2 separate regions of the Mus musculus genome follow, and region 1 is linked to region 2. Evidence: chromatin contacts called from public Hi-C data. All regions are on one chromosome and are shown on one strand. The core of a region is the stretch at or near the end of the contact, and the rest is flanking DNA. Distances in the headings are between cores, read along the strand shown. Region 1 has its middle 8.8 kb from the start of n-TRacg3. Region 2 has its middle 33 kb from the start of Gm42188.

Evidence for each region. A called contact is a pair of places that touch in the nucleus more often than the background predicts.
Region 1: a Hi-C map of ventricular fibroblasts shows a contact between it and region 2, with 5 times the contacts expected there. The contact joins two enhancer-like sites. A contact is called at or near these places in 3 of 484 Hi-C or Micro-C datasets (CD4 T cells, Th1 cells and ventricular fibroblasts) and 2 of 115 datasets of contacts at active chromatin or transcription factors (effector CD8 T cells and memory CD8 T cells).

What each region holds. Positions count from the first base shown.
Region 1 is chr3:19,616,669-19,621,794 of GRCm38.p6, forward strand. No RefSeq gene overlaps it. Among named protein-coding and RNA genes, the nearest start is that of n-TRacg3, 8.8 kb to the right of the region's middle. Within about 2 kb of position 2,888, at least 33 of the 459 cell types and tissues checked have an H3K27ac peak or open chromatin away from gene starts, as enhancers often do.
Region 2 is chr3:19,404,518-19,409,116 of GRCm38.p6, forward strand. No RefSeq gene overlaps it. Among named protein-coding and RNA genes, the nearest start is that of Gm42188, 33 kb to the left of the region's middle. Within about 2 kb of position 1,949, at least 99 of the 459 cell types and tissues checked have an H3K27ac peak or open chromatin away from gene starts, as enhancers often do.

The sequences.
Region 1 (5,126 bases), core at 1,638-4,137, 210 kb after region 2:
ATGGAAGGTATTTGATTCTGTCTCCTAGGCCCCTTGCCCTTGTAGAATTGCAGCCCCCATAGCTCCCATAACCCCCACAGTCCCCAAGGGAGAGGTATGTGGCTATCAGTCATGTAGGAGCAGCTACCAAGCCTTCCTACATGCAAATAAGGTTTTCCCCAAGCTCTCAGTCCAAGCCAATGAGCGGTATCTGCTGTCAGACCATGAATCACCCCCAAAACTGTGTATAAATGCTATCCAGGGAATTGAAAGTGCAAGAGAACTACTCCATCGACCGAGCCTTTTGTTCTAAGAGCTGTAACACTTGGGAAGAGGTCTGCTCTCTTGAAGTATCACCTGAAGCTCCTCCGAGTGCCTCACTGGCCAGGCGACCTCATGTCAGTTCAGCCTGACACAGCTCTGTGCAGGGCGGCACGGAGTAACCAAGTAGAGTAACCAGACATCATGGCAGAGATGGAGGTAGAGCCAACTGTAGCAGCAGAAAGGGCAGAAGAGACTTCCCTTCCCTGCCAGCACTCACTTCCCTTCGAGGGAATTCTCGAACCAGACCAGACCATGGAAAGCCTCTGGGGCACAGGCCCACAATGGTGCTCAGTCCAATGGTTGGCTGCAAGCATCTGCCTTGTTTTTGTCTGGCTCTGGCAGAGCGTCTCAGGAGACAGCCATATCAGGTTTCTGTCAGCATGCACTTCCTGGGAAACACAATAGAGTCCAGGCTTGGTGACTGTATATGAGATCCCCAGGTGGGGCAGTCTCTGGATGGCCTTTCCTTCAGTCTCTGCTCCACACTTTGTCTCCATATTTCCTCCTATGAGTATTTTGTCCCCCCCTTTTAAGAACTGAAGCATTCACACTTTAGTGCGTTTGGTGTTTTGATTATAATGTGACAGGAGGAATTTCTTTTCTGGTCCAGTGTATTTAGAGTTCTGTAGGCTTCATGTATGATCATGGGCATCTCTTTCTTTAGGTTAGGGAAGTTTTCTTCTATAATTTTGTTGAAGATATTTACTGGCCCTTTAAGTTGGGAATCTTCACTCTTCTGTACCAATTATCCTTAAGTTTGGTCTTCTCATTGTGTCCTGGATTTCCTGAATGTTTTGTGTTAGGAGCCTTTTGCATTTTGCATTTTCTTTAACTATTGTGTCACTGTTTTCTATGGTACCTTCTGCACCTGAGATTCTCTCTTGTATCTTTTCTATTCTGTTGGTGATGCTTGCATCTATTATTCCTGGTCTCTTCCCTAGGTTTTCTATCTCCAGGGTTGTCTCCCTTTGTGATTTCTTTATTGTTTCTCTTTCTGTTTTTAGATCCTGGATGGTTTTGTTCAGTGACCTGTTTGGTTCTGTTTTGCTGTAGTTCTTTAAGGGATTTTTGTGTTTTTTCTTTAAGGGCTTCTACTTGTTTACCTGTTTTCTATTGTATTTCTTTAAGGGAGTTATTTATGTCCCTCTTAAATTTTTCTATCATCATAGTGAGATGTGATTTTAATTCAGTGTTGCTTTTCTGGTGTGTTGGGGTAACCAGGGTTCACTGTGGTGGGAGAACTGGGTTCTGATGATGCCAAGTAGTCTTGGTTTCTGTTGCTTATGTTCTTGCTCTTGCCTTTTGCCATCTGGTTATCTCTGGTGTTAACTGGTCTTACTGTCTCTGATTGTGGCTTGTCCCTCCTACAAACCTGTTTGTCAGTACTTCTGGGAGACCAGTTCTCTCTGGAAGGAATTTGGTAACTGTGGGTACAGGGTCATCTCTGGGGTGCAGACAGAGACCTGAAGGATCCTGTTCCCAGCTGACCCTTGGTTCCTGTATCCTGATGGCTCTATGAGGGTCCCTCTTGGGCAAGGAATTTGAAGAGAAGGAGTGATATTACCTGTGCTTGCAGGTGTGTAGATACTCCTGGGAGACCAACTTTCTTCTAACAGGACTGGAAAACTCCTGTCCCAGGCTGCCCCTTAGTTCCTGTGTCCTGAGGGTTCTGAGGGTGGGGGTGGGTTCCTCTGAGTAGCAGTGTTGATCCTACCTGCACTCATAGGCCTATCTGCACTCCTGGGAGGCTAGCTCCCTCCTGGCGCTATTTGGGTATGGAGCCCTTTGGCAGAGGATCTGTTGCAGGCAGAGATGGAAACTGGAAGGCTCATGTCTGTTTTCTGATAGTCTTAGGAGAACCTCTGTGAAAGGGTCAAGGTCATGACCCACAGGTTGAGAACCACTGTTCTATGTACCTTTTCTCAAATGTCTTTTCTGTGAGCCATCTTCAGAGTTCATATGGAGGCTTCCCCCATTTGTCCTTAGTATCTTCCACTAATGTATTATCTTTATACTTTGAAGATAAGGAACTTCGTCTTTTTATGCCCAACACATAGTAACTATTCAGGGAATATTTGTGAAATGAGGATTGACCATGCATTGCAGAGAGAAAATATCTATTGGAAATAAAATGGCTACCGCAGCACTTGCTCTTAAGGGACCTTTCTATGCTCTCTTTGCAATATTCATGTTTTGTGATAGATTTCTGAAATGAAACAGTATAGAACTGTCCACTGCCCCTTGACTGCTGGTCAGCTGGTTTATGGAGTTTTGTTTTTCAAGCACTTGAGCAGCAAGTCTTCCCTTACTACTCATTCCTCTTTACTCAGAGTTATGCCTGTTTCAAGGACATTTCCTCTAAACAGAGAAAAACCATTGGGAAAACCAAACCCTCCCATCCAATATCCCTTTTGCCAGGTTGTACAAAAATATGAGCACCAAAACAAAACAAAACCAAAAACTTCATCTTTCCCTTCCCAGGAGGTTTTCAACTATAGTTGCAAGAATTTAGACCCAGTCCTGAATCTGCTAAACCTGCTAAGCTGCACTTGACTCAAAATACCTGTGACTTCTAGTCCTGTGTCTTATAGTTTATATCTGCATTTTCCACAGTGCTAACAACTACGTAGGAAGTTAACACACTAGCCTGTTGGTTATTTCTTTCAGCATACGCCATTTGTGAGAAAAGCCTTTCTCTGAAAGGTCCAGTGACAGGGAAAGCATGATATGAGTTTCTGGAGTTGTCATGCTGGTTCAGGGCTGCGCTCAAGAAGCTAAATTACGTTCTGAGAATGAAACCAGCAGTTATACTCAGTCGTCGACACTTCCTGCTCACCACTGCCTGCCAGCAGAGCTTTCCAGTAGCATAGCCAAAAGTCTGGTCATGAGCTACCCCAGGGCTGAAAACCCGCTAGGCACAGGCTCATCCTCTCTCTGTTGTGTTGTTTGCTGCGATACAGCATTCTCACTCCTATTGTCTGGATGCTGAGTTTCATTTTCTCAGTGTTTATTTAATCAGCAGATTTTTGGCTTGGTGAAGAGTAATTATTGTTTTTTCTTGAGGAATATTTTCACTCCAGGGATAGAATTGTAACAGTTTCTTAGATTAAAAAGTGATCTGTTTGGGTATGAATTCACTAATGAGAAATATTATTTTAGAAGCAAGCTCTTGCTTGCTGGCTTCTAAGAAAAAAGTTCAAGAATCAAATATTTGTTCAGTGTGTGAGGCTGAATATCTCAGCTGATCTTCAGCCTGTGTCAGATCCTGTGGAAACGGGCTGTAGTGACATAAGGGTGAGCCCCAGCAGCCAGAATATGAGCTGGCCACTAAGAATGAGAGCCAGCAAGCAGAAAGCAAAAGCTGCTTTCTTCCAAGCTCTGTATCTAGGCTGCCATGAGGGAAAGCCCCTCATTTAGGGTCTTCCCACCTCAAATGATTCAGTCAAGAAAAACCCATGACAGATGTGCTCAGCTACTTGAGTTTTTAGTGAATTCCAGATGTAGTCAACTTGACAAGAATAGCCATCACTATGTAATTCATATATCAAAATACATCTTCAGTGTAATAGCTAATAGATACAGGGCTTGCTATCTGACGCTGACATTTTGAGCAGACTTAACTGAATACTCCCGAGACACTGAGACAAGGTACTAGCATGTTATCAGTCTCTTTCCTCCACACTAAGTACAGGAAGAGCAGGAAACAGCCCCATCAAGCTAGTATGGGTTGGAACAGGCTAGCTGACCTGGCCATGACATTACCTGCTGTGCTAAATCCTTTCTCCAGCATGCTTTTATCTACAGCTATATTAGCCCTCCTTGAAAACTAACCCCACACTCATGGCCACTCTTCCTCAAGGTCCCCGATTTTCCTTTCACGGTCTCTAGCATTTACCATTCTTTTCAGCTGCTCCCTGCAGCTTAGGGAGACAACTGTTTGGGGTGTCCTTATTTAATTTTCTGTGTCTTCCTCAGAAGGTAGTGTGAGGATTTCCCATTCCCTCTTTCCCACTCATTAGAGTACCTTATTTTTGGAAAGTTTTTATGGCTCCTTTTCTTAGTCAGGGTTTTTATTCCTGCACAAACATCATGACCAAGAAGCAAGTTGGGGAGGAAAGGGTTTATTCAGCTTACTCTTCCACATTGCTGTTCATCACCAAAGGAAGTCAGGACTGGAACTCAAGCAGGTCAGGAAGCAGGAGCTGATGCAGAAGCCATGGAGGGATGTTCTTTACTGGCTTGCTTCCCCTGGCTTGCTCAGCCTGCTCTCTTATAGAACCAAGAGTACCAGCCCAGGGATAGTTCCACCCATAAGGGGCCTTTCCCCCTTGATCACTAATTGAGAAAATGCCTTACAGCTGGATCTCATGGAGGCATTTCCTCAACTGAATCTCCTTTCTCTGTGATAACTCCAGCTGTGTCAAGTTGACACAAAACTAGCCAGTACACTCCTCATAGATCTTTTTCACATTCTCTGATCAATCAATAGCTGTAACAATCTATGAGTGAAATGATTTTTTTAAATTCAAAAGCAATTTTGGGGCCTGCCATAGTAGTGCATGCCTTTAGTCCCAGCACTCAAGAGGTAGAGGTAAGCCTATGAGATTGAAGCCAACCTGGTATACATAGCTTAAGGTCAGCTAAGACTACATAGTGAGACCCCGTCTCAAAATAGCTTTTGGAGTGGTTGGCTATAAAGAAATATGGTGTTGACTGTATGGTTGAGTACATGCCTATTATATACAATATCCTGGACATCCCATTCCCAGCATCAAAAAAAAAAAAAAACTATCTTTAAAATTCTAATACATCAGTTACTTCCA
Region 2 (4,599 bases), core at 699-3,198:
TCAGGTACTCTCTGGCAGAAACTCTGATGCATGATGATAGTAGTAGTCACAGTAGATGGTATAATTTTATAAATCAAATGACAGAGATTCAAATTTGGCCTACTCTGAACACTGGGGGAATAATTACACTTTATTCCAATTCTGTCTCTGCCTCCTCTTCTCTATCCCTCCCTGCTCCTTCCTCCTCTACTGTTTCTGTCTTTCCAGAATGGCCTTGAACCTGCTATTATTCTAGCCTGGCACCAAATTAAATTTTTTGTGTCTAGGTGCTGGGACTACAGGTGTGAGCTGTCATGGGCCTGGCTGTTATGTCTCTTACCTTTTAAAATGATGGTGATTGCCAATTCTGAGTATTTACTGAATCAAACCATTTTTTCTCAAAGTGATAGATCCTCAATTTAATGAAATGTATTAATATATATGTATATTTGCATGTATACTTATTTATTTATCTCATGTTTTCCTGATTTAATTGTGTTTAGAGACCTGGACAGGAAACCTGAACAACGTTGGTTTAGATATTCAAGGTCTGTTGTTGTCTTAGGATTCTTTATTTGTTTTAGCTTTCACATTATACCTTAAGTCACACAGCTCAAGGTCCTCATGTCATCAGTAGCACAGTTTCTAAGTTCTTAACTCTAATCTGTCTGCAAGTATTGAGAGGTTCCGGAGAGTACTAAGCAGGTAATGTAAGTAGCATTTGCCAGCAGAACAGCTTTTACACTGTGCTTACAGACGTCTGAGGAAGAGCAGGAGGCTTAGTGAGCAGAGGATGATATTAAGAGGGTATGAGTGCACGCTCTGAGAAAGGTCTCAGTACAATGAAGACTCAGTCATGCAATCATAAGATTAGTTCAGCTCACCAGAGGGAGGAGGAAGGAGTCAGGGGGCAAACTTGCAGGGAAAAAAGCAAAACCAAGGGGCAACTAGTATAAAACTGAATCCACCAGTGACATGTAGATGTAGACTCTCTCTGGCTTGCTGCTTCCTTTTGTAAGCACGTGTCTCCAGGGCCTTCATCTATTGAACATCTGACTGATACAGATTGTCTCATGATCACAAGTCATAGGCAGCACAGGCCAGTCAACTTGCCTGCATGTTTAACTCCACTTTTGTTCAGGAAACCAGTACCTCAATAATATGGAATTTTCCAATTAAATTTAAATATAATAAATTCAACCAGCCCACCAGTACTTCCTCTGGGTAAGATAGAGGAGATAGCTGTCATATTTGTTTGTTAAAGTGTAACTCCTAGGAGGATCGGATGCATTAATCTTGTGATTTTTGCTACATTATTATGTTAGAGTTCCTAGTTTTAAAGTTTTAAGATAGCTTAAGAGCTCTCTCTACATATGTATATGTTTATAAATAAATATCTATGAATGTATTCAACTCATAACTGTGTCTGTCTCTTGCTACATATCCAATTAGTCAGTTACCAGGTCATTTTCCTTATACCATACCATGAAAACATTTCGATCCTAAAATAAAATGTTAAATACATGAAATTTGCAAATCTATTTAAAAGATTGGAATAAATGACTTAATAACGTGGAGGAACTAATTGTTTGTAAGTAAGAATGATTATTTGATTATTGTAAAGCATTTTACCTGTTTAGTGTGAATTAGCCAAATGTTAGTAAAAGAATAACTAGTCATTCATACTTCATTAGAACCTTAAGGAGAAGAGCATTGTTTGTTAATTGCACATAAAATGTGAGGATGCTAGGTTTAAAATCTCCAACATTAAGTAAATATTAATTTAAAACCAAAGTAGCTGTAAATTGTTCTTTCTCGGCAAACCCCTTGGGCTTGAAAAGGCAGCACATTAACACGTTCCCATTCTGGATGAATAGAGGCTTTGTGCAGTCATTCACCATTTACGCAGCCTGTAGCACTTGTCTAGACAAGGACAATGAGCCACTTAGTGCCAAATATGAAGGGAGCAGCAGGTTCCAAGAACTCGTGGTGTGTTGTGGTTAGTGGAAGCCGTCTTCCACTAAGGCCCCCACTACTCCATCCCTTGCATAACATTCTTATTTAAAACCACGTTTTTGTAACTAAAAAGTGAAATATGCCGTTGGAATAGGGCAGACAGAGGGTGTTCTGTCTAACAGCTTTGGTTATCTGACAATAAAGCCAAAAAGCATTGCTCACAGGATTCCTGCCTGCTTAGCAGCTTGGGCATGCGCTTTAGTGAGCAGCTTTTAGGCTCTCCTGAGAAGGGAGAGTCACGTTTTTCTGTAGGGCTTTGTTGATAGCAGTTGGTTCGTCGTGGCTGTGCTGAAGCTACAGGGTTGAACATTTACCTGAATTCCTGTCGTAGTCCTTGTCCACAGAAGGCATCCCTCTTTTCATGTGTCTGTGGCAATAATGTGCCATTTTTTACAGGTGTCTGTGTGTGTGGCAGGGGTAGGTGTCGGAGGAGCTGCTTTCCATGGGATGCCAATAGGGAGGTAGGTAGTTAGTGGGTGGATTTTGTGATGTAAGATTGTCAGGGGATACGTTTCTTGAGGCAGTTCCCAGCAGCTCCCTCTTTGATAATGCTCTGTTAATTCCATAGTGAAGTCGATTTCCAGTGGCTGAGAACCCACTGGTGTGCCCTTTCCTTTAACCATCTCTATTGGGATGCAAGTTTCCTGAATTAATTTAGGTACTCCTTGGTTGGTCAATGGATCTTAGCTTTGTCTGTAATATTATTTTAATTTTATGTGTATGGCTCTCTTGCCGTATGTACTATATGTGTGCCTGGTGGTTGTAGAGGGCAAAAGAGGGAGTTAGATCTCCTGTACCTGTAGTTAGAGAGAGTTGTGGGCCACTATGTGGGTGAGGGGACGCAAACCTGGGTCCCTTGGAAGAGTAGCAAGTGGATTTAACTCAGGGATACATCTCTCCAGTGTTATTTTTTTTTTAGTTGGTTATATTTATTATGGATTTTGTGATGCTAGAGAAGAATCCAGATCCTCCAACATGCCACACAAACTATCTCTGAGCTACGTCCTAGCCTCTCAATTGACTTGATTATGATTTACTATTACATGCCATTTTCAAAAGTAGCCTCAAGTCCAAACCCCAGTGACAGAGAGTGACAGTCCCTGGAAGACTACAGAACATACAACAAAAGGGTCACTGGGCCTTTTAGTTCCCAGGGGTGACTTTAAATCTGAGTGCTTGGACTGTCAATCCTGGAGTTACTTGCCAGACAGTCCTCTTAAAAGTTAATCCTTACTGGTCAGTACATGCTGGGTCTCTGAGCAGCTGCAAGGCATCTCTGAGTCACATCTAGATGGTACGGAGTAGGGCTGTGCTGTGCTGTGCTGCCTCATTACATCCTGCTCCTAGAACTCAGTAGGTCAGCATGTAACTACAGCATCATAGTTGTTTTGGGTACTTCATGAATTCAGACTTCTTGGATGATCTTATTAAGGGTGAGACAGGGAGGGGACCCATGGATTAAATTCTTTTGAGTCAAGAGGGTGAGACGGAGGAATACATTTAGTTTTAATTTTAGAAATAATGGAATGTGACTTTTTTTCTTTTTGCACCTGAGTAATGAAGGGTAAAATTCCTGCATGTTATACAAATAAACAAGCAATTGCAACAGAGCGGTGTAAAAAAAGGAGAGAGAGAGAGAGAGAGAGAGAGAGAGAGAGAGAGAGAGAGAGAGAGAGAGAGCCTTTAGAAGAAATGTCTAAGCCAAGAAGAAACAGCATTAGCCAGAAGGGTGTGGGGGAAAACAGAAGACAAATAATGTTCCAGACATGGGGAGTTAAAGGAACAAAGAATTAATGGCTGAAAAGGTATCAGCAGAAACCAAGCATGAGTGGACAAGGAGTTCTAGAGTAAGTTGGGGATTTGTCCTGAAGGCAGTGGGGCAAAATGTGTATTTAGTGGAAATGATTGACAAGACAAGAGGTAGGGTTTGCAAAGGCTGCTGTGGCGTCCAAGTGGTCAGAATGTGGTCTGTCTGGCTTAGCAGCTGCGGGGGTTTGGGAGTTGGCAGAGCCATGTTCTCTGTGTAGCTTCAAGAGAGACTGTTCTGTAGCTTTCCCTTGGTGGCTAGTGTTATCAGCAATCCTCTGTAGAGCCTGGCTTGCTGATGCACCATGCAGCCTTTGCTTTGGTCATTACACAGTGCTCCCCTTGTGTCTCATGCCTCCACATCATCTTTCCTCTGTGTGTGTCTCCACCTCTTTGCATCTTGTTATAAGGCCAATATAGACAGATTTGATTTAGGTTTTCCTGCAACAGTGTGGCTTTATCTTAACTAACTGTATAAAGACCCCCTCCCTCAAATAGTTATGTTCTGAAGTTTTGGGAAAGACATGAATTGGGGAGGCAGATTTTTCATGGATTGAATTTCATGTAAGTACACCAAAACTATGAACTCTGGGACACCAGCTATCGGCCTCATCAGTCATTTCTCTTTGTTAAGGCATTGCTATGTACATAGTGGCTAACATGCTCTATAAACATGAACCTTGAATTGCAGAGAAGCCTGTCATCTCTATTTGATGAGAAGTTTTATTTTGTCAGATTGTTATCTGTGCTTTTTATAATTTGCTTATAAGACCATTGGCATGGAAGAGCAGAACAATG